4 separate regions of the Mus musculus genome follow, and all the other regions are linked to region 1. Evidence: chromatin contacts called from public ChIA-PET and HiChIP or PLAC-seq data. All regions are on one chromosome and are shown on one strand. Each heading gives the region's core, a stretch centred on a gene start, on an enhancer-like site or on the middle of the called end of the contact. The rest is flanking DNA. Distances are from core to core; before and after follow the strand shown. Region 1 overlaps Babam2 (BRISC and BRCA1 A complex member 2). Region 2 overlaps Babam2 (BRISC and BRCA1 A complex member 2). Region 3 overlaps Babam2 (BRISC and BRCA1 A complex member 2). Region 4 overlaps Babam2 (BRISC and BRCA1 A complex member 2).

Region 1 (6,055 bases), core at 733-3,232:
TATTCATATGTAGACATTAGACATTTTGGTGACCAGCTTTCATTGTTTCTATTCTGTTAGGGTTATTTACCAGAAACTATTAATTTAATTTTTCCCAATGTTTTTTAAAATTCTTATGTGTGTGCATATGTGGACATGTGTGCACACGTATGTGCCACAGCACAGCTGATGAGGCCAGAAGAAAGTTCACAAGATTCTCCTTCCACCATGTAGATCTTGGAGATCAAACCCGGGTTGTCAGGCTTGGTGGAAAGTGTCTTGACCCACTGGAGCATCTCACCACCCTCAGACTTCTCCTGTAAAAGCAGAAATCAGTTTGTAAGGAACAAAGGTGCTGGAGACAACTGTTCCAGTCTGCATGCCTAGGTGGTGTCCGCAATTGACAGATGAATTATGGCATTCCTCTCTCCCCACTCTACTCTCTCTCTCTCTCCCTCACAGAGGGGGCAGAGATTATCCAGCTGTAAGAACAGAGGTACTGCCATTTTGCAACAACATAGATAAACCTAGAGATTATTCTGCTAAGCCACATAAGCCAAACACAAGGAGAAAGCTACTTTATAATCGCACATCTGTGTGGAATCTTTCTTTAAAGGATGAACATATAGAAATAGAGATTTCAATAGTAAAATGGTGACTGCCAGACCCAAGGAGGACGTGGAAGGGGGAGGAGTAAACTAGAGGGCTTGGATTTGCAATTGTTTAAACTAAATGCATTTAAAAGTCAAAAAAATACATGAGGACTGTAGTCTGTATTCTACAGTGAACTAAAAATTTACTAAAGTACTACAATAGTAAACAATAATGCCAATATGAAGACTATGTTATATTTGAGCAGAGGAATAGGTATGCATGTGTGTGTACCTTCGTGTGTGTGGCTACACATGTGTGTGTCTGCGCTTGATAGCACTAATGAGTTCCTCTGTTTCATACTTTAAGTGCTCTTATGGTGAGTTTGAATAGTTTACACTGAGTTTAAAAGATACACAAATGCTACTTCTTAAAGCAGTTCTGCAGCTTCGATTGTTGATCTAGAAGTTGTGGAGCTTGAGGAGTCATCCATTCAGTTCTGACAGCAACCTTGAGCTGTGCCTGGCAAGTGGTGGTCAGTACTATTGATATCTGGACAGTTAGACTCTAGCAATGCTGACCTGGGCCAAGGGATCTCCTTGGCCTTAGTGGTAATAGTTAAGTGTTTTCCAAGGTGGGCCTAGGCATTTTAAATGTGACATTACAATTAATGAAACAAGAAGAAGAGACAAGAAGCTGGTGGGATGCCGTAGGGGGAGCTGGGGGATAGATGTGCTGAGTGGGTATGAGCAATATATAGTGTAAAAATGTATGGAACTTTCAAAGAGCGAAAAGTGCAATTTAAGAAGTAAAAATCAGATTGGAACTAATTTACTATCCATTTAGAATCATACTGACTGCCCTACTGTTTGAAAGAATCCCCATTCTACTGTGCTAATAGGTGATACCTTGTGAGGCTAGTGAGCATTCGGTAACTGTGACGTTTCAGTGCCTTAGTCTCTACCTAGTCCCCAACCTCTGCACCGTTGGCTGTTTGGGTTGAATCCCTAGTTTTATTTGGGAGGAAGGGTTTTCTCTTCTACTACTTGAAAGTCAGTTGCATCCTTGGCTTCTACACACTGGACATCAGTAGCAACTGCCAGGCTGGAGAATCAGCAGTATAGGACTTGCTTTGCGTGAGGACAGTAGAAAGCATGGGGCAGTGGCAGGAACACCTTCCACGGAATATCAGTCTATGATCATCAATCTTTAGGAAGCCCTCAGGGCCTATTTTTATCTAGGCTCAGGTTTCACAAACCCTACACTCAAGCTTTGCACTTTTCATGAGTAAAGGCTACCGCCCCTACACAATTCACAGCAATTCAAAATTAAAGAAAGCCTTGCACCCGCAGCACTGCCTGGTTATCATGTATCCAACTCCCCTAGCTCCAGGCCCTCAGTGCTCAGAGGTGCCTGTCTGTCTGCCCACTTCCTGCCCTCCTCTGCTCTCAAGAGGAAGCCGCAACTTACCAAGTGCTGTCATTTGAAAGTGTGTTTCTTGGTTTTAGCCGTCATCATTTTGTTACTTTTCATTACTGCTGCTGAAGGTCAAGTTTCCAAGTCAGGTCTCTGTTTTCTGTTTATTTGTTTTGTTTGTTTGGGGGTTTTCATGTTTACATTTTAAAGCTCCCTTTGATAGCATTATCAGCAACTTATTTTGAAAGATTTTGTCTTGAAGATCAATAGCCACAAAGCCCAATTTACCTTTACCCACATTCTCAGTCTTTGGGAAATAAGTGGAGAGCCTGTACTCATGGCAGCCTTTGAAACTCTCTTCTATCTTAGAGAGTTGTTGGTGCCAGAAGTGTAGCTCAGTGCTGAGAGTGCCTACCTACCCCAGAAATGGAAGCTGTTCTCATTTTGACAAGTCGTTTTTAAAACTTTATGTCATTGTCTTAGGGTTTTACTGCTGTGAACAGACACCATGACCAAGTCAAGTCTTATTAAAAAAAAAAAAAAACATCATTTAATTGGTGCTGGCTTACAGGATCAGAGGTTCAGTCCATTATCATCAAGGTGGGAGCATGGCAGCATCCAGGCAGGCAAGGCACAGGCAGAGCTGAGAGTTCTACGTCTTCATACAAAGGCTGCTAGTGGAAGACTGACTTCCAGGCAACTAGGGTCAGAGTCTTAAGCCCATGCCCACAGTGACACACCTACTCCAACAAGGTCACACCTATTCCAACAAGGCCACACCTCCAAATGGTGCCACTTCCTGGTCCAAGAATATACAAACCACCATAGTCATGTTCGCATTTAAGGTGGTTAAAATATTTAGGTTTTTTGCTTCTCCCCCTGAATTATTATTTTTAAAGGAATACAAACAAAAAGAAACATGTTAACATTTTAAACTTAGTCCCATTGGGAAGTTTTCGTGGCAGTACGTTGCATTTCTCAACATGGATACTGTGCTCACTTTGGCTTGTGGTTCTGTTATGTAGTGCAGGACCCTTCACATCACTTACCCTTGTCTGCTAAATGTCCAGTACAGTTTTAGATGTCCCATCAATGGCTCCTGTCACCTCACTTGAGGAAAATATAAGTAATCGTTTTTGTTTTGTTTTAGTTCCAGTGGGAAAGTGGCTACCTTTTTAGGTTATTTAACAAGCTTATTTCTATTTATAGAAGAGATTTCTAGGGTGATCCTAGAAACACCCTAAGCTTACTCTGGTTGGCTGGCCCGTTACTTTCAGGGTGAGATTTTTCGCCTTGGAGGGCTGTGTGTGGAACCTATAACATGAGCTTATGTTGGCAGTTCCAGATTTGCCTTTCTCCTTCCCAGTCTCCTGTCTGACATGGTCCCTCTTGAATAGGCTCCCCAGGGGTATCTGTTTACCAAGCCTGTTTTTAAGCTTACTAATTTTCTTCAAGTGTAAAAAAGCCTCTCCACTAATAAGGTAAATTCCAAATTGTATGTGTAGGCTTCTTATTTGGACTCTGGAACATGTTTTGCCATGGAAACCATTTAGTGCATAGTTATGTTACCAAGGAAACCAGATATACTGAAGGAGTCCATCAAGCCAGAGTGCCTACTTGATTACCTTTTGAGAGACAGAATCCAGTCCTCTTTTTTCTTCTTGTTGGCTACCAGTCAGCACATCTTGTTAGAGGATGAGGCAACCATGATCCAGCTATGGCAGAGTAGACCACTCAGTTCACACAGCACAAGTCTGTTTAACAGGAGGCCTCCAAAGTGGGATCAGATCTTTCTTGTATAAAGTAGAAAGGCAGTACAATCAATAGCCAGACTGTTGCTCACTGCTGAGTTATTACAGCAGCAGCATAGAGCTGCCCTCTTTCCCTTATGATTTTTGGTACTCACTCACATCTCAAAGTCAGGGGAACTTGCGCTGGGTAAGTGTCGGACAGATGATGTGGCCTCTCCTTATGCCTTGTTTTCCAAGTCTCTCTGCAACAAGTGATTGGCTCTCTACAGTCTCTGTACCTCATGTCACCCAGGATTACTAGCAAGGCCTTTCCCTGGCACTGAATGTGTCACCCTCATAGGAAAGAAGAATCTAAGGAACCCGAGGCTGGCTCCTTGCATTGCCGTAAAGGCAAGAACTAGAAGTGGCTGCACCATGATTGTGGTGATTCAGTTGGTTTTGTTTTGAAATGAAGCTAGGACTTCTGGAGTGTTTGCTGTGCATGTTTATTTCCAGAGCCTGCCTGTTCCTGTGGCATACTGGGAATGGTTGATATGCTGAACACCAGCTGCGTGGTTCTCAGCTCTTGTGTTTATCCTTGGATCACTCACTTAATGTCTTCAATAAGAGTCATAGTTTCCCTCCTCCTGTCTTATCACCCCAGGACTTCCTTATTGCAGCCTGTTATTTCCTATCTTTGTATGCAGCTTAGTGCCAATAATTTTACTTTACCTTTGTATAGTACTTGGTATTTTATTTACAGAGTGCCTGCTCAGTTATTGTCTTTGCAAGCTGGATAATGTAGGCTTTGGCATCCCTGTCTCCAGTGTAAAAATTAATGTGCAGGTATTCTTGAAGGCTTTGCCTACCCTCATTGCTTTCCCCAAAGACCTGGAGAGAGAGCGAGGCTTCTCAAGACAGACTTCTCCTGGTTTCTCCATGCACTATCCCACATGCATGGCTGTTGCCGTTCCTCTTACTTCTCTTATTTCTTGATGGGTGTTGTTGGCTCTCTTTATATTCTAAATTCAATGATAAATTCATCTAGGAGAGGCCGAGCCTTTCTCTTCTGGCTGTTTCTGTCAGAGTTCCAGACACAATGACCATGGCACATCTCTCTCCTCACCAAATTGGCACCTCACAACAAGCCCCTGCTGTAGCCCATTTATTAGTGAATTAGTACCTTTACATATTTTATGAAGTGAATGAATGCCTTCAGGTATTTACCATGGTGGTTAATAATCATATTTTGTTTTATATAGTATCTTTTCATCCAAAGCATCTATTATCTGCTATTATAGATGGGGAGGCTCGTTACTTGTCTAAAATGTTAGCAGTAGAAGAGGGACAAAGGGAACAGATTTCTTTGAGGATATGTAAGCCAGTGTTCTAGATGTTTTGCATATGTGATCTCATTTCATGCTTTCGAAGACCCATCTGAAGTAGGTGACATACTTCTATATTTTACAAGTGAAGAGGCTGTGGTTCAGACAGGCAAAGTAAATTACAGTGCAAGTAAATGTCAGGGGCTATTGGACTCCAGCCTGCCCTGATTCTAAGGTTCACATCTATGAACTCTCTACTTTTCCGGACTCCCAGGAACCACAGTGGACTGGCCTTGAGCATGTGGTGATGAGGGGGGACACTGTCACTTCTTAGTCCTGGCAGCATCCAGGACTGAGCCACTCCGTTCTCTTTCAAGATCACGTTCAGATTAACAGCTTGTGTACCTGCTCCATATTCACATTTCTCGGCAGTTCTTTGAAAGTGAGCTATAACTAATTACTAATACTAAGAACAAACATGAAAACAAGTATCATTTACAAAAAGATAATTATAAACAGGGTTTGGTCCCTTTTTTTGACAGACTACAATTTATTTGCATCAATTGCCTAATCAGCCTCTGGACTTTTTCCCAAAAAGAAAATGGAGTTCAAACCATTTCTTAGAAAGGAAAGTTGCCAGGTTCTTGGGACACCAGGCCTCCCAATTTTGGTAGCTGGAGTTCCCACATGGATTTTTATCATTTTTGTCGTGAGCACTGAGCCCTGAGCACTCTCCCTGGAGAATGGAGAGGTTTGCATGGTATACAACACTCCAAATCACGCACTCAGGGTGATACGTTCTCCTGAGACATGGATGCTCTAGGAGTTTGCACATAGCACCCTTACCAGAAGACGAACCTGCAGCTTAGTAACTCACTTGGTTAAACAGTTTAGGGCCAAGAGCCCTGTTTCCTGAAGGACTTTGGCCATAGACCTGGATGCCCTGAAACTGGCACTCTGTGACTAGTAGGGCTTGTGGGTCACTTTTGCCATGTGCAAAGCACTTGCTTGGGT
Region 2 (6,008 bases), core at 2,195-4,694, 87 kb before region 1:
TGAAGGGAAAGACTGTTCATGCTGATGGGCAAGTGGAGAGGGAAATGATCTTACAAAGCGAGAGGAGAGGGTCAGCCGGGAGCATGGGTTCCTGGCTAAGCACTGTACACCAGAGGAAGACTTGCTGTTTTATTTCTGTGCTCTCAGTGCCCAACAGGCTAGTAGCTTTTTATAAAGCTGCATTTAACACAATAGAGTTAGATGTTAGCACTAGCCTTACTTCGTTCAAAGTGTTATCCCCTCCTTGACAGATCAGCATGTCTTGATCCAAAGAACCATGGCTCAATAGGGTATGCCAGCTTTAGAGTCTTCTAGGAGATAAACCTAACACCAGAAGTCTTGGGCTCAATAAAAGGGAAACCAGGCTAGGATCTCACCACTCTTCTCTCAGGAGCCATTTTGAGGTGCTGCAGATCATCCTGTGGCCCTTAAGTATTCGCCCAGTGTGGGGCTGTGAGTAGCTGCTTAGCTTGGAGAATCAGGCTTGTGCCTCACCTTTGACATTCCTGGTGTGCCTGCCTCTTACCTCATCTTTGCTTTGGGGTACTACTCATTTCTCCCTTTTCTGTCACAAGGTTGGACTGGGGACGATGGTGAAATGTGCCGTCATTAGCTAGAGACAGGTGCACGCTGGGAGATGATGTAAGTGCTAAGCAAACGGGGAGCCGGGCGTAGGGCCGCTATCACTACTACCTTTGAGCTTAAGTTTATCTTTATCTTCATTTCTAAAGTTTCCAGTCAGAGTGTTATGAGAACCAGAGCCCTGGAGCCAGTTGTTAATGTGCTTGTAGAAGAGAGTGGTGAGACCCGTGGGGCCATCCGTGAAGGTGTGCACAGCTTATATGTAGCTCATCCATCCATTCCTAAAAATTATTTGGGAATGTTTCTGTGACTAAAGTTATGATTTAGGAGTTTGTTTGGTTGAGTTTTTGAAGGATTGGAAGGTAAAAATGATACTGTGAGTTCTGAGTGATAACAGTATAAAAGGATAGAGAGAGATTAAATATTAAAAATGTTCTCTGAGAAAAATATGTTCTTTATGTATATATAGTAAACATAAATATTGCAATATATAACATTATATACTACATACTTGTATATACTATACAGAAATATACACACACACACACACACACACACACACACACACACACACACAAATATTATATATGCCATTGTCACCTCTCCTCCAACTCCTCCTAGATTCACACCCACTTCCTTACCCTCCCAGCTTTGTGGGTTTTTTCCTCCCACAAATGAAGTCAGTCTGTGCTACTCCTGTGTCCTTGGACGTGTGGCCTTCTGTGAAAGGCAGTGACTTATGGGAGCTATACTTTCCTTCCCAGTATATCTCCCAGCAGCTGTTACTTGTAGACAGTTCCTTGACTAAATGTGGGAACCCATGCCCAGCCCCTCTCTCTATGCTGGGGTTCATCTGGCTTTAGATGGCACAGGCCTTATGCATGCTGTCACAGCTGCTGTGAGTTCCTCTGTGCAGCTGCTTTGCTGTGTCCAGAAGATACAACCTCAGGTTGTCACACTCTTTCTATCTCCCTTTCTGCAATGATCCATGAACCCTAGGAGAAGGGAAGTTACAATATAGGTGTCTGATTTAGGGATGGGTGTTCTATAATCTTTGAATCTCTGTACCTTGACCAGTTGTGGGTCTCTTTGGTACTTACCATCTATTACAAATAGAAGTGCCTCTGATGAGAGACAAGTCATATGTTAGCTAGTATGTGTCTCTAGGCCAAGTGGGCAGGCTAGTGAAAGAACCATTATTGGAAGTAGTTTTAGCATATTTTTTTTATCAAACATGTCATATTGGAGTTCACTGTGTCAAAATTTCAAGCCACGCTAAATGCTTGCAGTGAGAGAGGGTGGGAGACTCCGGGTCTCACATAGCTTTGTTGCCTTTGCTTGCATAGAGGCCTTGGAATCCTGAGATCACTGAATAGTTTGCTTAGAAACAGTGCTTACCTTGAGTGCATGAAGCCCTGAGTATGTTCCCTGGTAAAACACCCTCTCTCTCTCTCTCTCTCTCTCTCTCTCTCTCTCACACACACACACACACACACACACACACACACACACTCACACACTCACACATAAACATACATACACATTCACACACACACACACACACACTCACACATAAACACACATTCATACTCATGCACATATACACACATACACAAAGCAATTAACTGGAGTTATTATTTATAGCTTAAGTGTTTTAAATTTCTAATTACTGAAAATATTAATTGATAATATTTGTGAACTTTCAAGAGATTAGAAACTTTCCTGGGTTTATATTGATGTATTGCTCCACGTTAGAGGAAGTTTGGTCTTTGTATGGACTTGCACACATCCTGTAATGGATGTCAGCATACATGGTGGTAAGTTACAGAGTCAGGACGATGGTATGAATGCTTAGGAAAGCAGATAAGTCTCAGGGGCAAGGTGGTCTCTTCCTATTTCAGTTTTTTTTTTTTGAGAAATAATATCCATTCATGTATTCTTTTCATTTTTTTTAAAAACCCAATACTACTTTAAAATGTTTTCATGCATTAAAATGAAGAGTTCTTTCATTAAAACTGTGCCCCTTTAATAGTTTAAGGATTCTTTTTAATTCTATCCTACTTTCCAACCTTATTTTTCTGTCTTGTGTTAGGAAACCCTAATAGGAGTTGTCTGTATATTGAATTTTTTCTTGGACATAATTGTTACTTATCAATCTGTTGTATATTTTAATCCTTTTTTCTCCTTACAGACTGGTGAATTTTCAGCTCGTTTTCTATTGAAGTTACCAGTAGATTTCAGCAACATTCCCACATACCTTCTCAAGGTAAAACTATGTATTATCAATAAGAGAATGCAAATCAGAATAAAATAAGAGAATACGAATACTGTGATCGTTTAGCTCAATATTTGTATGCCTTGTTTCTTCTTATTTTGTTCCAGATAGTGAATTCTAATAAGATGCTTAGTGCAGGAAAATCCGTTGGAATTGTTTTCTTCAGCTACTGTACTAACCTTAAAAGTTGTTTAGGCGTGAGGTTTTTGTTCAAGGTGATTATACATTAGTAGTGTAAATAAATTACACTTGGGAAAATCAGTTTGATTTAGTAATCTTACTGGGATGGAAGACTCATAGATTTTGTCCAAGGCATTCTACATATTAAAAATGCTTAAAAGGCATTTCAACTTCTTTATGTCAGCAACTGAACTCAGGTACCTTCAAAGTTGGGCTATCTCAGAGATTCATTAAACTAATTAGAACAGTATATATAGCATTTGTTAAAGTGAGATAGAGGCCCAGGGAACAGCTATTTGAAAGAGTTCCTTACATGCTCCATAGAGAAGAGGTAGTCTTCAAAAGACTACTTGTGGCTAGTGAAAGAAACCACATAGATCAGAGAGCAAGTTCTGAAAAGGAAATGCTAAGGCAGAGGCCCAGCCTACTCAGGTGAGGATTTAAGACTTGGCAGGCTGCCCTCAGTTCTTTCAGCCTGTCCTTCTTTAGTTTCAGTCTAATCTTTAAATGTCTCTGCCGTATTGTTTTGTGGTTTCTTTTCTGTGTAGCCCTGGCTGTCCTAGAACTCAATTTGTAGACCTAGCTGGCCAGGAACTCTGATATCCACCTGTCTCTGCCTCCCAAGTTTTAGAATTAAAGGCATGTACCACCACTGCCAGGCTGAAATTTTTGCCTTCTTAATTTGATGTTGTTCCAGAACTGATTGGATTTTAACTGCTGAGGGAAAAGAAATTAGTAATATCAGCCAGACTCTAGTAATGGCTAGAAACTTGCTGTGCTCTTTGAAGAGCATTTGCATTGGGAACTCCTTGGCATGCTGCTTATATTTGGATGTTCTAACACCTAATTCTTAGGTCTGCAACTGTTTCTGTTGGAATACAAATAAAGTTAACTCTTTGAGCTCCTGGGGTTAGCATATGCTTTGTCATGATGATAGCAGGTTGCCTCACTTTGCCCAATAATTAGCTGGTGAAGCAGAACTTGTGAGCACTGAGATAGCATAAGACAGCCTGCTGATTTGCAGCAGTGAGCCTCATTGCATTATGGAAGGTAACTCACCATCTACTCTTAAGTTCATATTACCAATGATAACAAATACACTTACTAATGGAGTTTTTGATGTTAGGATGTGTGATTTAATAAATATTCTATGATATGATTTCACTTTTTATTGTAAGTGGAAATGGCTCTTAACATGATAATATCTAACTTAAAACCCTGAATTTTACTTTGGTTGAGCTAAGTCAAGGGCTTAGATAAATGAATTACTCAAGTAAAAACTCAATCAGTAGAAAAACAGTTTTCTAGCTGCTACTCTTTATTTTCAAGCGCTAGAAATTGAACACAAACTCAGGTAAAGTAAAGGGAAAAATGCACTCTGCTTCTGGAGTCTGTCTGCACAGCAGCACACTAGCCCGCCCTTTCACAGGTTTCAGTTCGTGTGGATTGACCTTCCAAGTCTGTTTCTTTCAGGCTCAGTTCTCTACCCTATTTGATGTGCTTGTAGGGAGAAATTGTGGTCCATAGGACAGTAGAGAGGCCACTAATCATTGAAGTGTGATTATTCATCATAGTATTTCAACAAAGAAAGATTATTTTGTAATTATATACATCTGACCATGTAGTGACAGGCTCTGTGTCTGAATCCATGAATTTAGCCAAACAAAGATGAAATATTTGGAAAAAAATGGACGTCTACTGAGTGTGTACAGGTTCTTTGTTGGAGGAGGGTTATAATTACTCCATAATATGGTTTAGCAGTTATTTGTAAGACTAGATATTTGAAGTCTACGGGAGGATGCACATATATAATAGGCAAAATACTCTATCATTTTATGTCAAAAACCTAATTCTCAGGCAGATTTTGGCATCCATGTGGAGTCATGGAACCAGTCCCACAAAGATAGTCAGGTATGACTTGTCTCTTTCTTGTAAGAAAGAGTCAATCATTAGAAGATACTGCTCTTAAATTTGTTAGAGTGAAAACTGGCTCTACAGTCTTATTTTTACTATTTGTTTTGTGTGAAATACTAACCCTAACAATATAATACTAAAAGTGCATCGTCTTTTTCCTATTGTTTTCCTAAAACCTACACTTTGTAATGAAAGAAAAGATTCTAATTTTCCTACTAAATTTTTTCATTAATTCAATATGAAGTATTCAAATTCCTCCTCTCTCCTGTCTCCAAGAGGATGCTTCCCCACACCAAACCTCCTGCCTCCCTGGGCCTCAAGTCTCTCCAGGATTAGGCACATCTTCTCCCACTGAGGACAGGCCAGGCATTTTCATTTCTGATTTTGTTAATTTGGATACTGTTTCTGTGTATCCAAGATACACAGGCTAAGGGTTTATCTAGCTTGTTGATTTTCTCAAAGAGCCAGCTTTTTTGTTTTTGTTGATTTTTTTTTTTTAATCATTTTCTTTGTTTCCAATTGGTTGATTTCTGGCCTGAGTTTGATTATTTCCTGCCATCTACTCCTCTTGGTTGTGTTTGCTTCTTTTTATTCTAGAACTTTCAGGTGTGCTTTTAAGTTGCTAGTGTAGGATCTCTCCAATTTCTTTCTTTTTTTTTTTTTTTGGTTTTTCGAGACACGGTTTCTCTGTGTAGCTCTGGCTATCCTGGAACTCACTCTGTAGACCAGGCTGGCCTGGAACTCAGAAATCCGCCTGCCTCTGCTTCCCAAGTGCTGGGATTAAAGGCGTGCGCCGCCCGGCCCAATTTTTTTATGAGTGCACTTAGTTCAATGAGTTTTCCTCTTAGCACTGCTTTCATTGTGTCCCATAAGTTTGGCTATGCTGTTTCTTTGTGTTCATTAAATTCTAGAAAGTCTTTAATTTCTTTCTTTATTTTTTTCCTGACCAAGTTATTATTGAGTAGGGAGTTGTTCAGTTTCCATGGGTATGTGAACTTTCTGTTGATTTTGTTACTTTTGAAGTCTAGCCTTAGTCCGTGGTAATCTGATAGAATGA
Region 3 (6,811 bases), core at 75-2,574, 95 kb after region 1:
GCTTCCTAGTACAGCCCAGGGGAGTTCCTGGATGGGGTCACAGTCAATACCACTAAGAGTAAAGCCATCCTCTCAGCTGCCTCTGCCCTGAGCACAGTGCTGTATGCCCTTGCTGCAGAAGCAGGGTGCCCTATGGCATAATCTAGCAGGCACAAAAAAGTTGGCTGCCAGGTAATTCAGTAACCCCCAAGCTGTGATGTTTCTCAAAAGTGACTTACTTTTTTGGGTCCAAATCCCACTTTTAGGTATATTAATGAATGTACTTGAAGAGATCAGACTTGGTAAAGTGACTGAGGGTGGGAACCACAATGATATGTATTAGAAATTGTTTTAAACCAGAGCTGTACTTCACAATGTTTATGTAGGATTGGCATATTTACTTCTCATGTGAGAGATTCTTAGTTTTATATAATCATTTGTAATATTAATAACTATGAGAGCAACAGGAACTAGTTGATTATTAGCAAGAAATAAAACCTGTCTATTCCTTCTATTGTTCAGAGTGCTAAAATATGTGGAAAAACAGAAGGGGAAAACAAGCCTCCTTGTTATCATGGGACTCCTGGGCCTTTTAACTAACTCACACATTTTGATTGGTCTTAACCCAGGACTTGTGTGAAGCTAATGGTGGAGACAGGCAGTTCTCAGCTACACATGCAACATGCCTTCCTCCCCGGGTTCCCAGCTCAGAGCTCTGGCCCCGAGCAACCACCATCACTACTTTGACTCAAATTGAAACTTCCTTCTTCTTTGGAGTTCACTTTCTAAAAGCCTATTTGCAACTTCTGGCTCTAGGTTGAAAATTTCATTCACAAACCTTCCTGGGTAATATTCCCTTGTGAATTCTTAGACTTCAATAACACCTTTTTAGAGAACCAAAGGGATGTCTTTTGAGGAGGGGGCTGTGAGTCAGACCTACAGTCAATGTAGATTCGTGTTCTCTGTGCCCCCTTGAACCTGTGGCACAGTTCTCCTTCATGGTAACTAGTGGAGTAAAGTAATCTTGAAAGTGAATTTTTCTGATCAGAGTTCCTGAAAAGTTTCAGTCATTTTTGACCCCAAAATGTACTAGGCTGCTTTCCAATTAACAAGTTGTAACCAACGTAGGCCTCCTGCTTAGAAAGAAAGCCACATTCACAATAACTTATGGTATTGATCTCCTTGAGTGAAATGATTTTTGCATAGTTAGCATTAAAAAGGTACCATTGATGACTTACAGGCAATCTTTGGTGCAGAACTGTGGCTGTTGACAATAATAGTCATCTCTATAACAGAAACTCTGGGTATGCTGTGCCCCAGATGCGCTGATCAGTACTTTGTTTATCTCATGATTATTAATCCACCTAGCACCCTTCTATGAGTCATTACTAGTTTTACCCTGTGTAGCAAAAGACCATACTGTGGCACAGTAAAATTCAGTGACAGCTAGGACTTCAATCTCGGAACTGAGCCATGGCTTCATTATGACACTGCTCCAGATAATCCACTGGTAATGTCCCCAGGTATGTGTGACAACTTTCAAACTCCTTCAGAATTTCATGACAAATCTGGAAGCCCCAACATCAGGAGCAGAATGTCAATGTCAAGCCCCACAAATAGACATGACCTCTCCCTTCTGAGGAGTGAGTGGACTTCTCCAGAGGTGACATTCCTAGTGGTGGCAGTTGTGATCTCTTCCTGAGAAACATAAATATACAAGCTGGAGATAAAAATTCACTCTGACCATAGAAAGAACAAACTATATGGTTTAATGAAAGAATTAATGAGCAACTGAGTGTCCGAAACTCAGCATAGACAGTGAATGTGGCTAATGGTTCATCACACAGAGTTCAGAGGGACCTGCAAGATCCCATAATCGCCCAGGCCCAGGAGGTGATACAGATGTGGGAGTGGCCCTGGTCTAGGACAAGGGGCAGGAGTTGAACTGTGGCCAAGTGTGTGCTCCTTTACGCACTCACCATTGGTTATTCGCTAAGTACGGTGCAAGCAGTTCTGTGTGGTGGACGTACTGTGAGCACCTAGGACTCCTTACAAACAAGAGCATTGAGCCAGCAAGATGGCTCAGCAGATGAAAAGGTTCTTTGCCACTAAGTCTAATCCCCTATACTTGATCTCTACATGGTAAAAGGACAGAACTGACCCCAAAAGTTCTCCTCTGACCTCTACGTGTGTGCCCCCTCCAAATATTGCATGTAATCAAAAATTAAAATAAAAAAACACTGCAAGGCCTAGTGGTACCAGCTTATATTCCAGCTACATCAGGAGTCTGAGGCTGGAAGGACCCACAAGTCCATGCTAAGGATCCGGTACAATGTACATTCAAGACCAACCTGAGTCCCATCTCAAAATGTAAAAAGTAAGCTGTCTGTATAGCTTATGGTAGAACACTTGCCAAGCACATGCAAGAACGTGAGATCACGCCCCAGTGCACGAGCAATAGAGAAAGTAACAAGCACAGGTGAAAGCAGAAGTCGCCCAGGCTCCTTGTGTGTGCAACACCTGCACTGCAGCTTTGTCTCTTGTCTCTTCTCCCAAACCTCCTTGTCATTTGCTTTTAGAATTCTCTGGAGTATTTTGAAGCAAGTGTAAACCACATCTCTTGTATCGTCTATGAATACTTCCGTATGCATCTGTGTGTATCTCTAACAGTGGTGATTTCTAAGGAATGCATCCTACATTCTTATAGCTAATTCTTTAACGTCAGGTAATTCTCAGTCTGCCTATAAGCTTCCCTGTTGGTCTCAGATATGCCTTCTTCTTTGCAAGGTTTATTCTTGTGCATGAGATTGTGTGCATTATATGCATGCAGGTGACCACAGAGTCCAACGGGTACTGGATCCCCTGGGTCTGGAGTTACACACAGTGTAAAGCTGCTGACGTGTGTTGAAAATTGAATCCAGATCCTGTGGAAGATCAGTAGCACTCTCCACCACTGAGCCATCCCTCCAGTCCCTCGGACATATTGTCTTTACAGCTAGCTTGTCCAGATCAGGATCCAAAACAGGATCCCTGAATCTCGGAAGTGTCCCTAAAGAAAAGCGGTGGTCCTCAGTTATGGACATCACCTTCTATTTTTCTTTTCAGAGTATGGTTAAGAAAATCTGCTGAGGTAAGAAACTGTTAAGAGTATCAATTCACCCTTAAAAGAGGCAAGATCTTACCCTATGTAATACCTGACATTGCAGAGAGTTACTAGCTACCTCACTTAGACTATGAGCCATTCAATCTTTACGTCAGCTTTGAATAGAATTTTTAGCAGTTACAGAATGTATTTGTCAGCTCTGCTACTATAGAATTTACAATATTTGCTTTATAGTGGGACCACACGGATATAATGTTTTTCTTGTTTTCTGTTGTATAGTGTGTTTTGAGGTCTGTACATGTTGGCTTATGTGTTTTAGAGTTGCGTCCTTGTTGGTTACTGAGTAGTATTCCACCCCAGATAGTGAATATTGGTTTTTTTGCAGTATCTGGTGATTACGAATAGTGCTCCTTGGATGTAATTTAAGGGAGATCTTTGTTTTGACAATGCTTTTAGTTCTGCTTAGTTAACTGTGGGGTAGGAATGCTGAGTCACCCATCCAGTGTGTGTTTAACTCAGTCATCCACCACCATGCTGTAAAGCAGTGTGACTCTTTACAGTCTTCCCGACAGAGCGTGAGGTTTCTGTTCTTTCGCATGCCTTCCGGCTCTCGCTATCATCAGTCTCTAATCGCAGCCACAGTGGGGTCTGAGAGACTGTCCTGGGGTTTTTAATATGCAATCCCTCATGTGCAGTGCTGCTGAGTGCTCTGTGTGCTAACCACCGAGGGAGTGTGTGGGAAATGGGAGGGTCTGTTGAAATCTTTTTTCTGTTTTTAATTGGCATGTTATTATCTCATTTTTCAGTTTTTGAGCTCCCCTCCCCTTGTCCTGGGAATCAAACACAGAGCCTCCAGCATGTTGGGCAAATGCTATACCATGGGGCCTTATCCCTATCTATGACTTAAGAATTCTTTATAAACTTGGCTGGGATCCATTTGTCAGTAACGTGTTCTATAAACTTTAACAGAGCCATTTGTTATTTGTTTGTTTGTTTAACTGCATCTTTCCAAAAACTACATTTACAATTTTTATGAGGTCTCTTTTTATCACTTCTTAATTTTATAGAACATTTTTTTGCATCCTGCTTAATTAAGTCACCTAATCCAATTCAAATTTTCCTAAATTAAATTAATTTTTTTGAGATGGTATCACTGGAAGTCCAGACTTCTCCTCGACAAGCTTTGAGCAGCAGTAGCAGCATGGTAGGCAGAGAGCCCACCCTAATTAAGTTGTTTCCTTGTAGAAAGTTCATAGTTTTAATTCATGAATACAGGTCTGTATTCTGCCTCAACTTTATGTATGGTGTGAAGTGAGGGACATGATTTGTATATATTTTTTTTTAATTTTCATTCTAGAAACATTGATCAAAAAGACCCAATTTCCCCCACTGAATTGCTTTAGTATCTTTGTAAAAATATTAGTGGACCATGTGAGTTTCAGGTCAGCCTGGGCTACATAGTGAGTTCCAGATTAGCATATTCTAAATACCATGAGCTTTCAGAGAAGGCAGTTATTTTTGCTTTTATGTTGAGCTTTAGTTGATTCCTTAGGATTTTTAGATACATGATCATATTATCAAGAAATGGAGAGCTGGGAATATCAGTCAGAGTGTCTGCCTACTATGAATGAGGGCCCGAGTTCAAATCCAGCACTGAGATAGATGGAGAGACGCTGTCTTACTTCTTCCTTGCTCTATGCCTCCTTTTCTTCCTCCTTCCTTGCCTTCCCCCACCCCTCCCTTTCTTCCTTCTTCCCTGTGGCCTCCAGGTAGACCTGCGAAGGTGTCTACTCATTGCACAGTCATTTGACCTTCTTGTGCTTCAGGCATTTTTAAGCCATGGGGATGCCAGGATGCTTGGGATCTTCTCTGAAATGGCTCACATTCTTGGGGCAAATGAACATATAAACCATACAGACATGATAGTGCATACCTGTAATGCCCACACTTGGGAGGCTCAGGGGCTAGGATCACAAGTGTACAATGAGACTCAGTCTCAAAAGCCAAACAAACACAACTTAACAATGAAACATTCTTTAAAGTATAATGCTAGGTATCCACCAGCTATCATGGGAACACGGGGTAGGACACCCAACTTACTAAAGCAGGAGGGCTGGAAGAGCACTTTAGGCAGACAGATTAGCACAAGCAAAGATCCTGAGAGAAGAAATGGTCAAGTGTTTGTGAAGAACTGCAAATGACTCCAATTTCTCAAGTGTCTGGTGGATCCCGGGGAGTGGTGAGAGATTCCATTGGAAAGGTCACCAGAGGCCAGAACACAGACAGTTCTGCATACCAGGCTGATAATGCTTGACCTTATCCCAAGGATAGGAAGAAAGAGGGCTGGGTAGGAAAGCAAGCAGAGTATGTTTGCTTTTTACAGTTACATTCCTCTGGTATTGTAGAAGACGGTTTGGAATGGAATGGCACACACATGGGAAGATAGTCCTGGCAAACAATAATTGAATCTAACCAGAGCTGTCTTTACTAGAGGGTGAAAGGGGAGAGACTAGTTAAAGAAATCTTTTAATAGTAAAGCTTTTTTTTTTTTTTCATTTTTTGAGACAGGGTTTCTCTGTGTAGCCCTGGCTGTCCTGGAACTCACTCTGTAGACCAGGCTGGCCTCGAACTCAGAAATCCACCTGCCTCTGCCTCCCAAGTCTTGGCTGTGTGTACAAAAGTATAAAGATGTTTCTGGGCTGGGAAAATGACTCAGCTGATAAAGTGAGGGTTGTGCAAACACAAAGACCTTAGTTTGGATCTCTAGCACCTATATAAAAGGCTGAGTGTGGTCAAATATGTCAGTGACCCTAGTGGGGCTGGGGGAGGGGTGAACCAGGCCGATCCCCTGAAGCTCAGGGCCAACCAGTTTAGCCAGTTGGTGAGCTCTAGGTTCAGCAAGAGATCTTGTCTCAAAAGATGACTGGGATGATTGAGGAAGGCATTTGACGATGATGCTATCTGGCCTCCACACACATGTGGAGGTCAACACACAAAGAATGGAGGTTTCCAGGATTCTTCTGTAGGCATCTGAACAGCAGAAGCCACCAGTTAAAGCAAGGTTTTATTCAGAGGAATAAACTGGAGATGCTGAGGCCAGTACTTAGGAGCCTGTAGGCAACCAGATGAATGCATGGGCCAACAGTGCATGGAACTCACATGGAACAGTGTCCATTCCAAGCCAGAAACCCCTGGTCTTCCCCAGTCCAGATGGCTCTGGACTATTTGCCCTGATATACAGGTTTCTCTGTCCTCTGGCTTCATATCAATGAGAACTGGTTTGGAACTCACAAAGCAGTGTTGCATGCTTTTTCTCACAAAGAGGTGATCTGAATTCTTGACATGCTCTAACTTAGGATGTACTAAAAGAGCTTTTAGAAGAGACTTCTAGACTAAGAATGACCTTTGGTTAAAAATTTGCCTTTGTCCTCTGATGGAAGGGAAGTAATGGGGATGTCAAAACACAGTTCATGTCACATGTGACAAATACAGCTTGATTTCACCTCCATGAGTTGTCAAATTCATAGACATAGAAAATCAGACAGGTTGCTAGGATCTGGGCCATCAGGAAGCTTTGTTTATAATAGGGGTTAAAGTGATGAAAAACGTTCTGGAGATGAATGGTGATTATGGTTGTGCTCCTATGTAAGCGCACTCCATGCCACTAGCGAAGATCTGAATCTCAGTATACTTTACCATAACTTCAAAAAGTTGAAAAGATTAAAAAAC
Region 4 (6,061 bases), core at 1,797-4,296, 66 kb after region 1:
ATACAATAATGCTTTTAGCTGTCAGGTGCCCCAGACATTGTGGATGTCCCCTGTGCTCCCCTTTGTGACTGTGTCTGCACTGAGATCTCTGGGAGTGTGTGGAGAATACCAGGACTACCTGGAGTTAAAAGAGTGTTGAACTGAAGAGCTCCATTTTGTGTGTCCTTCCATGGGAGTGTGGGTGACATCACTTAATGCCCACTGCTACCATGAATGTACTATTTACGCATTCACCTCATAACAGAAACGGGACCGAAGAATCATGTCTTAGCTGTAATAAAGTACATTTCCTGTTATACTCTGAAATTGTTCCATTAGTAAATTTTAAGTGTTTTGGCTTTAAATACTTAAGAAAACAATGATAATCAAAATTTCAAACAATCAAAACAACCATTTTGAAAAAAGTCACTATACCAACCTCAATAATATTTGGCCAGTGAAGCTGGCCTTGGCCTTCATTACCAGAATCCATTCTTTTCCTGACTAAGCTTTTCTTCCTCTGTTTTGTCCAAAGCTGTTGACAAGAAAGAAAAAAAGGAAGGAAAGAAGGGAGGGAGGGAGGGAGGGAGGGAGGGAGGGAGGGAGGGAGGGAGGGAGGGAGGGAAGGAGGAAATAAGCGCTTTCTTCTGAATTTCAGGTCTACAAGCCCAGTTCGCCCAGACACTAGGTCCCTGTGCTCTGCCTCACACATGCCCAGTAGCCTTGCCTGGGAACGGTGAGGCCATCATTATTGTCACGGCTGGTGTTAGTTACCTATTTCAGAGACCTGAATAAGAAGTGTTTAAAATGATAGGGTTTTTTAATTAAAGATAATAAATAAGTTCTGCTTTTCCAAAGCAACTCCTCAGTTTTGTGTAGACGGCTGCTAATGGAACTGAGCCTCACTATCTGCTAGGAAGTGAGCTATCTTCTGAGATTAAAGCGGCAGTGACAGGAACCCATACATCTTCTAAGGCTAAGTGCTGACTACAGTTAGCATCCTCAGTGCGTCATCACTCCAGATCCCACCTGTTCCCTTTCATCATGTTTTGTCCTCAACTTTCTCTCTGCAACCTGCTACCAAATATAAGCGCCTCCTTCTGCTTGCCACCGGGCCTCAGGAGGAGGATGGTTGTCAATGGAGAGGTGGAGAAGTGGGTCTGCTGCCATCCTGTCTGGACAGTGGCAGAATGTAGAGAGGGCTTCTGAGAAAACACTACCTGCAGCCCTGGCACTCTGGCTCCGTCCTCCTTCCCTTCAGCATTGTTCAGCTCCTTGACATGAGCGTGGTCTGACCCACTGGGCAGCTGCCAGGAGTTGTGGAGAGGGATCATAAGGGGCTTGAAATGGGAGCAGGGAGGTCAATAGGCAAATAAAATTATATGGATAATTTGGCTCATAAAGGTGGATCAGGACTGCTGAACATCCGCGCTGGAGAACACCAATTGCTTGTTAACTGAGAAGACTAGATGGGTACCTTCTCCTTCTGTGTGCTTGACAGTGTTTCTCATGCTGGGCACCCGTTGGATAGTTGGTCCTCTGGATCTGCAGCAGAACTAGCTACAGATTTGTCTCCTTCGGCTCCAAGAGAATCTCTGGAAGGCGTTTGTATTACCTGGGTGTGCTAATCTGGGACAGAAGGAAGTAGAGGCTCACTGCCTGGTACTACAGACAGCTTATACACATTCTACAGATGATGTTCAAGAAAGGCTAATTCCAACATTAGCCAAAACTGCATGCACGCCAAACCAAAACAACAGCAAAAATACCGACATTCATTTTATGAACTGCTTAATTGCCCATGTTAGTCACAAAGATCAAATCACTGCACGTGCTCCGCCTCTAAGTGCTGTTTTCCATGCTGATGAGCACGAGCCAGCTGTCATTAAACATCAGCCCTAGCACAGTATCCTAAAGATATCAAATGTGACTTCTCAACGTCCCAGTTGGGATTGTGGCATCTTACGTTAGTGCCCGGATGCTTTACTTGTTGGGCACATGTTTTTAGTTAGCTGGCAAAACGTCAGTTGATACAGGCCCATCTGTGTTAACTACAGATTCTCACATGTTGTAAGGGTCCCAGAGCCAGACCTGCACTGCTGCTAGCAACATAGATGGAGCCATTTTGGGTTAGCTTGGTTTCCTAACAGAGCCTAAAGAACCCAGAAACTTGTTCATACTCGCTAGGTAAGTATCTTCCCACTGATCTGGGTCCCCAGCAGTGTCTAAAATGTTTGCAAGCAAATTGCTTCTTTGGTTTATTGGATTTAAGACTTTCACTTCTAATGCATGATGTTTCTCTCGGGACAGGTTAGAAGAAAGTGGGAATCTAGCTTAGTGGTAGACTGTCTACTTAGTACAAGTGATAGTTTGTTAAATAAAAACATGAACCAATGAGTTTAGGCACTGGCATCAATAAGTAAGTAAAAAAAGAACCATGCCTAAGGATGTCAGGACACTGCATGGGCCTCTGTGGATAGCCCAGAGCTCCAGAAACTTAGGAGATTTGACTGGAATGTCATAGGGAAACAAACAGTCCCATGCTAAGTACAAGTTAACAGGAAGACCAACATTTTGTTGCTTCATTTTCCTATAAAGTTCTGGGTTGCTGAGTAAAGCAGAATTCCAATGCTTTGACACACCACCACATTGTTAAGATAGGCAGGATTTGATTATGGGAGAACAAGCCCCCAAAATGGTCATTACACACACACACACACACACACCCTAAGGTCTCCCTTGCTTCCTTCTCAAGGCAATGTGTGGTTGCAATTCCTCCATTTGATGTGGTTCATCCCTCGGTGCCAAACAGGGTAATGTGGGAAAATGATGACACAGCAAAAAATGAGGGTGGCAGTGACCTGCTTAGTAACAAGAGAAATAAAACAGATCTTAGAAATTGAGGCCAAAAATACCTGCTTCTCCACACAATAAGGAGAAAGAAACACAGAGTTTTTCTGTCATAGGAAACGACTAGGCTCTGCCAGCAGCTGGCACCTTATAGACCAAGCAAGGGCAAGCCAGGAAAGCCACAGGCTGGTTGGGGTAGGTGAAAAGGCAGCTGCCTGAGAAAGGGTGTGGGTTCTGTAGATCAAGGGTGTGGAGCGCCAGGGAAGAGAGAAGGGAAGCCAAGGCTGCCTTCCGGCCTAGGCACGGAACATGCTTGCAACATTTTATCATTTCAACACCATGCAGGAGGTGAGGCCTAAAAAAGCGTCACAGTTTAAAAGAAGCAAAAGATGTCCACGCAGGAGTGGGTTCTATTTATTTACAACTTTACGGCTGGACAGCTTTTCTACTGTGTGGTTTGTGACTACCCAAAGTGAAATTTTTTGAGTTTCAAAATTATCTCTTTTTGCACTGAGAAAAGAGCATATATGATTCATCTTAATATTGCCGAGGATCAGTCAGCAGCTAACAGCTAGTATTTTGGGTGGGAGGCAGGCTTCTGTAGGCAGCTTTTTCACCTAACATAGATGTAAAAAACACCAGAATATGCCTCAAGCTTCGTTCGGAATCATATAAATAGCTCGCTCTTGCACAGTTACAATCTAATGCGATCGTAAGAACTCCCACGGTTCATGAAGTGCCTGATGTGCCCCTCACCCAATGCCTAAAGAAGTCGATAGAGGAATGACACTAACTACCCCAGTGGGGTACCAAAGACACCTGACAAAGGGGCCTGCTTTTGTTTCTGCTAACATCCTCATCTTAGGCTTTTGCCTGTGTTTCCTCCTGGATGTTTCTGTTTTGGTTTTTTTTTTTTTTTTTCCAGCCTCTGTAAAACCCTCAAGTCATTCTGAGTCAAGAGACAAGCTATAGGCACTGGGCAGATCCAGCCAGTGGCTGGTAACGTGTGGCCCACCAGCTCTGAATAATCTTTGCATTTTTCTGGTTAGAAAAGCATTTAAAGAATGATGTTTCATAACTTGTAAAAACTGTATGGAATTCAATTTTCTGTAGTCATAAAGTTGCGTTGGTGCATGGCCATGCACATTCATTTACACATCTTCTAAAGCAGCAAGAGCAATATTTATTAACTGACTGTACCAAAAATGTTTACTAACCCCAACACCCTTAAAAATCTTCCTTTCCATAGTAACTATTTGAGGAAAAGAATACAGACATTTATAGACTTTGAATGTTTATTTGGGAAGTTCAACATTGTCATTTGACACAGGTAGAGTGTCCTCTATCTGAAATGTTTGGGACTAGAGTGTTTCAGGTTTGTTTTTCAAATTTTAGAATATTTCCATATGCATAAAGGTCTATATTTGAGATAGGATGCAAGTCTAACAGGAAATTTATTTATATTTCATATGTACCATATACACAGAGCCTGAAATTAATCTCATATAATAGTTTTAATGTACCTATGGGTTTGTGTCTGTGTGATGTGTTTGTGTGTGTATGTGCGTGTGTGCTTACATATACACTTATGTGTATGTATGATTTATGCATGATAAGAGACCAGGAGAGAAAGTCTGCCTTAATCTCTTGAAACAGGGTCTCTGACTCTACCTGGATCTAGACTGGTGGCCAGCAAGCTTCCATGGTTCTCCTGTCTCTTTCCCCTGCAGCACTTGGGCCACAGGCATGTATGGCCATACCTAGTCTTTATACGAGAGCTGGAGATTTGAACTAGGGTTTTCATACTTGCCCAGCAAGCTCTTGTAACCCCTGACCTATCTCCCCAGTCCTATGCCTGTGTTTTAACTGTAACCCATTCTGTAAGATTGGGCATGGAATTTTCCACTGGGAAATCAATTGGCACTTATAAAGCTTCCAGTTTTGCAGCATTTTGGATTTCAGTTTTTCAGATTAAGGATATTCCATTTGTACTACAGATATTTATTGGAAACCGAATGCAGCTTGCCATTATTGTTTTGGGTGTTACACACCTAAACAAACTCAGCAAAGTTCCCCATTCTGAAAGAGTTTGCCTTCTAATAAATGACAGTCAGGAAAGTCAGTGACAAATTAGCATAGCAAACAGAGTATCTGTCAGAGGTACAGGCCTTAGGAAGAAGCAGGACAGAACAGAGAACAAGCAGAGGTAAAGAGCCTCTGTCAGAGACCTCAGTGAGTGCCTGGGAAGCAAACAGTGAGGCAGTTCCAGACTAGCAGTGAGCCAGGTGGGCGATGCTGGAAAGTTGGGAATGGCTCCTTGGGCTGTAAGAGGAGAGACAAGGATGGGTAGCTGAGGCTTTTCATTCAGGAACTAAAAGGCAAGAGTTGCTATTACTAAATTAGGCTTTGCTGAGAACAGTTTGCTCGAAGTATATTATCTATATCAGACTATAGTATAACTCTGATCTAGAGTTATAAATTTGGAAATTGTCAGTATAAAGGGAAAAGTACTTAAGTATTAAGGTTGCTTGGTATTCATTCTAAAAGCCTGAGTTCTTTATCTCTAGGATCTTTCTTGCTGTGTGTATGTGTATGTGTGTGCGTGTGTGTGTGTGTGTGTGTGTGTGTGTGTGTGTGTGTGTATTTAAACATGGTCTTTCTTAACCTCAGATTTTGTTTCTAATTTATCATGTGTAGGCATCTGGATCTATCATTGTTTTTCTTGCTTCTTGCTAACTAGGTACAGCCTGACTGGCTAGTCTGAAATAGGAGTTATGCCTGCCCCCTCCTCTATGTCTCTGTCTCTTTCTATCTCTGTGTGTGCCTGTCTGACTGTCTGTCTGTCTCTGTCTCTCTGTCTCTCTCTTTGTCTCTCTCTCTCTGTCTGTCTCTCCCCCCACCCCCAGTGGGACAGAAGGCTATTATGTATGGCCCAAGACACATGGTCTTCCATCTACAATAATTTCTAGCTTTTCATATATCATTGTGCCTTGTTAATTAGGTTGTTTGTTTGTTTGGTATATATGTGTCTGGTTCCCTGGAGTATGTTTGTGGACCATGTTCATTCAGCTGCCCATGGGGGCAGAAGAGAAGAGGGTGAAAGTGCCTCTAGGACTGGAATTACAGATGGTTGTGCGCAGTCCCATGTGGCTTCTGGGAACCAAACCTGGAAGTATTTTTAGTTGCCAAGACACCTCTGGAGCCTCCCCTGCCTTGTTTTTGGTGGTATTTG

What was found. HiChIP or PLAC-seq counts read pairs in DNA pulled down with a chosen protein or histone mark. ChIA-PET counts read pairs in DNA pulled down with a chosen protein or histone mark.
Region 2: a contact with region 1 is called in an RNA polymerase II ChIA-PET map of memory CD8 T cells, with 190 read pairs. The contact joins two enhancer-like sites. A contact is called at or near these places in 1 of 15 datasets of contacts at CTCF or cohesin (the NIH/3T3 cell line), 6 of 484 Hi-C or Micro-C datasets (B cells, CD4 T cells, bone marrow-derived macrophages and 3 more) and 4 of 115 datasets of contacts at active chromatin or transcription factors (CD8 T cells, bone marrow-derived dendritic cells, cardiomyocytes and 1 more).
Region 3: a CTCF HiChIP or PLAC-seq map of CD8 T cells shows a contact between it and region 1, with 5 read pairs. The contact joins two enhancer-like sites. A contact is called at or near these places in 2 of 39 promoter capture datasets (both in liver), 1 of 15 datasets of contacts at CTCF or cohesin (CD8 T cells), 2 of 115 datasets of contacts at active chromatin or transcription factors (CD8 T cells and cardiomyocytes) and 1 of 9 other capture datasets (embryonic stem cells).
Region 4: a contact with region 1 is called in a BATF HiChIP or PLAC-seq map of CD8 T cells, with 10 read pairs. The contact joins two enhancer-like sites. A contact is called at or near these places in 1 of 15 datasets of contacts at CTCF or cohesin (the NIH/3T3 cell line), 3 of 115 datasets of contacts at active chromatin or transcription factors (CD8 T cells, effector CD8 T cells and memory CD8 T cells) and 1 of 9 other capture datasets (embryonic stem cells).

The regions. Positions count from the first base shown.
Region 1 is chr5:31,916,764-31,922,818 of GRCm38.p6, forward strand. The region is part of intron 7 of Babam2 (BRISC and BRCA1 A complex member 2); the gene reads left to right. Among named protein-coding and RNA genes, the nearest start is that of Gm52770, 79 kb to the right of the region's middle. Within about 2 kb of position 1,983, at least 50 of the 459 cell types and tissues checked have an H3K27ac peak or open chromatin away from gene starts, as enhancers often do. A contact at or near this core is called in B cells, CD8 T cells, group 2 innate lymphoid cells and 1 more, where this site is marked.
Region 2 is chr5:31,828,312-31,834,319 of GRCm38.p6, forward strand. It overlaps Babam2 (BRISC and BRCA1 A complex member 2), which reads left to right. Exons shown (of 12, transcript NM_144541.1): 6 at 2,774-2,848. Among named protein-coding and RNA genes, the nearest start is that of Babam2, 130 kb to the left of the region's middle. Within about 2 kb of position 3,445, at least 38 of the 459 cell types and tissues checked have an H3K27ac peak or open chromatin away from gene starts, as enhancers often do. A contact at or near this core is called in B cells, CD8 T cells, group 2 innate lymphoid cells and 1 more, where this site is marked.
Region 3 is chr5:32,012,552-32,019,362 of GRCm38.p6, forward strand. All of the region lies in intron 10 of Babam2 (BRISC and BRCA1 A complex member 2), which reads left to right. Among named protein-coding and RNA genes, the nearest start is that of Gm52770, 17 kb to the left of the region's middle. Within about 2 kb of position 1,325, at least 7 of the 459 cell types and tissues checked have an H3K27ac peak or open chromatin away from gene starts, as enhancers often do. A contact at or near this core is called in CD8 T cells, where this site is marked.
Region 4 is chr5:31,981,400-31,987,460 of GRCm38.p6, forward strand. The region is part of intron 7 of Babam2 (BRISC and BRCA1 A complex member 2); the gene reads left to right. It overlaps Gm52770 (a long non-coding RNA gene), which reads right to left. Exons shown (of 3, transcript XR_003955739.1): 2 at 1,457-1,608; 3 at 451-514. Among named protein-coding and RNA genes, the nearest start is that of Gm52770, 14 kb to the right of the region's middle. Within about 2 kb of position 3,047, at least 107 of the 459 cell types and tissues checked have an H3K27ac peak or open chromatin away from gene starts, as enhancers often do. A contact at or near this core is called in CD8 T cells and memory CD8 T cells, where this site is marked.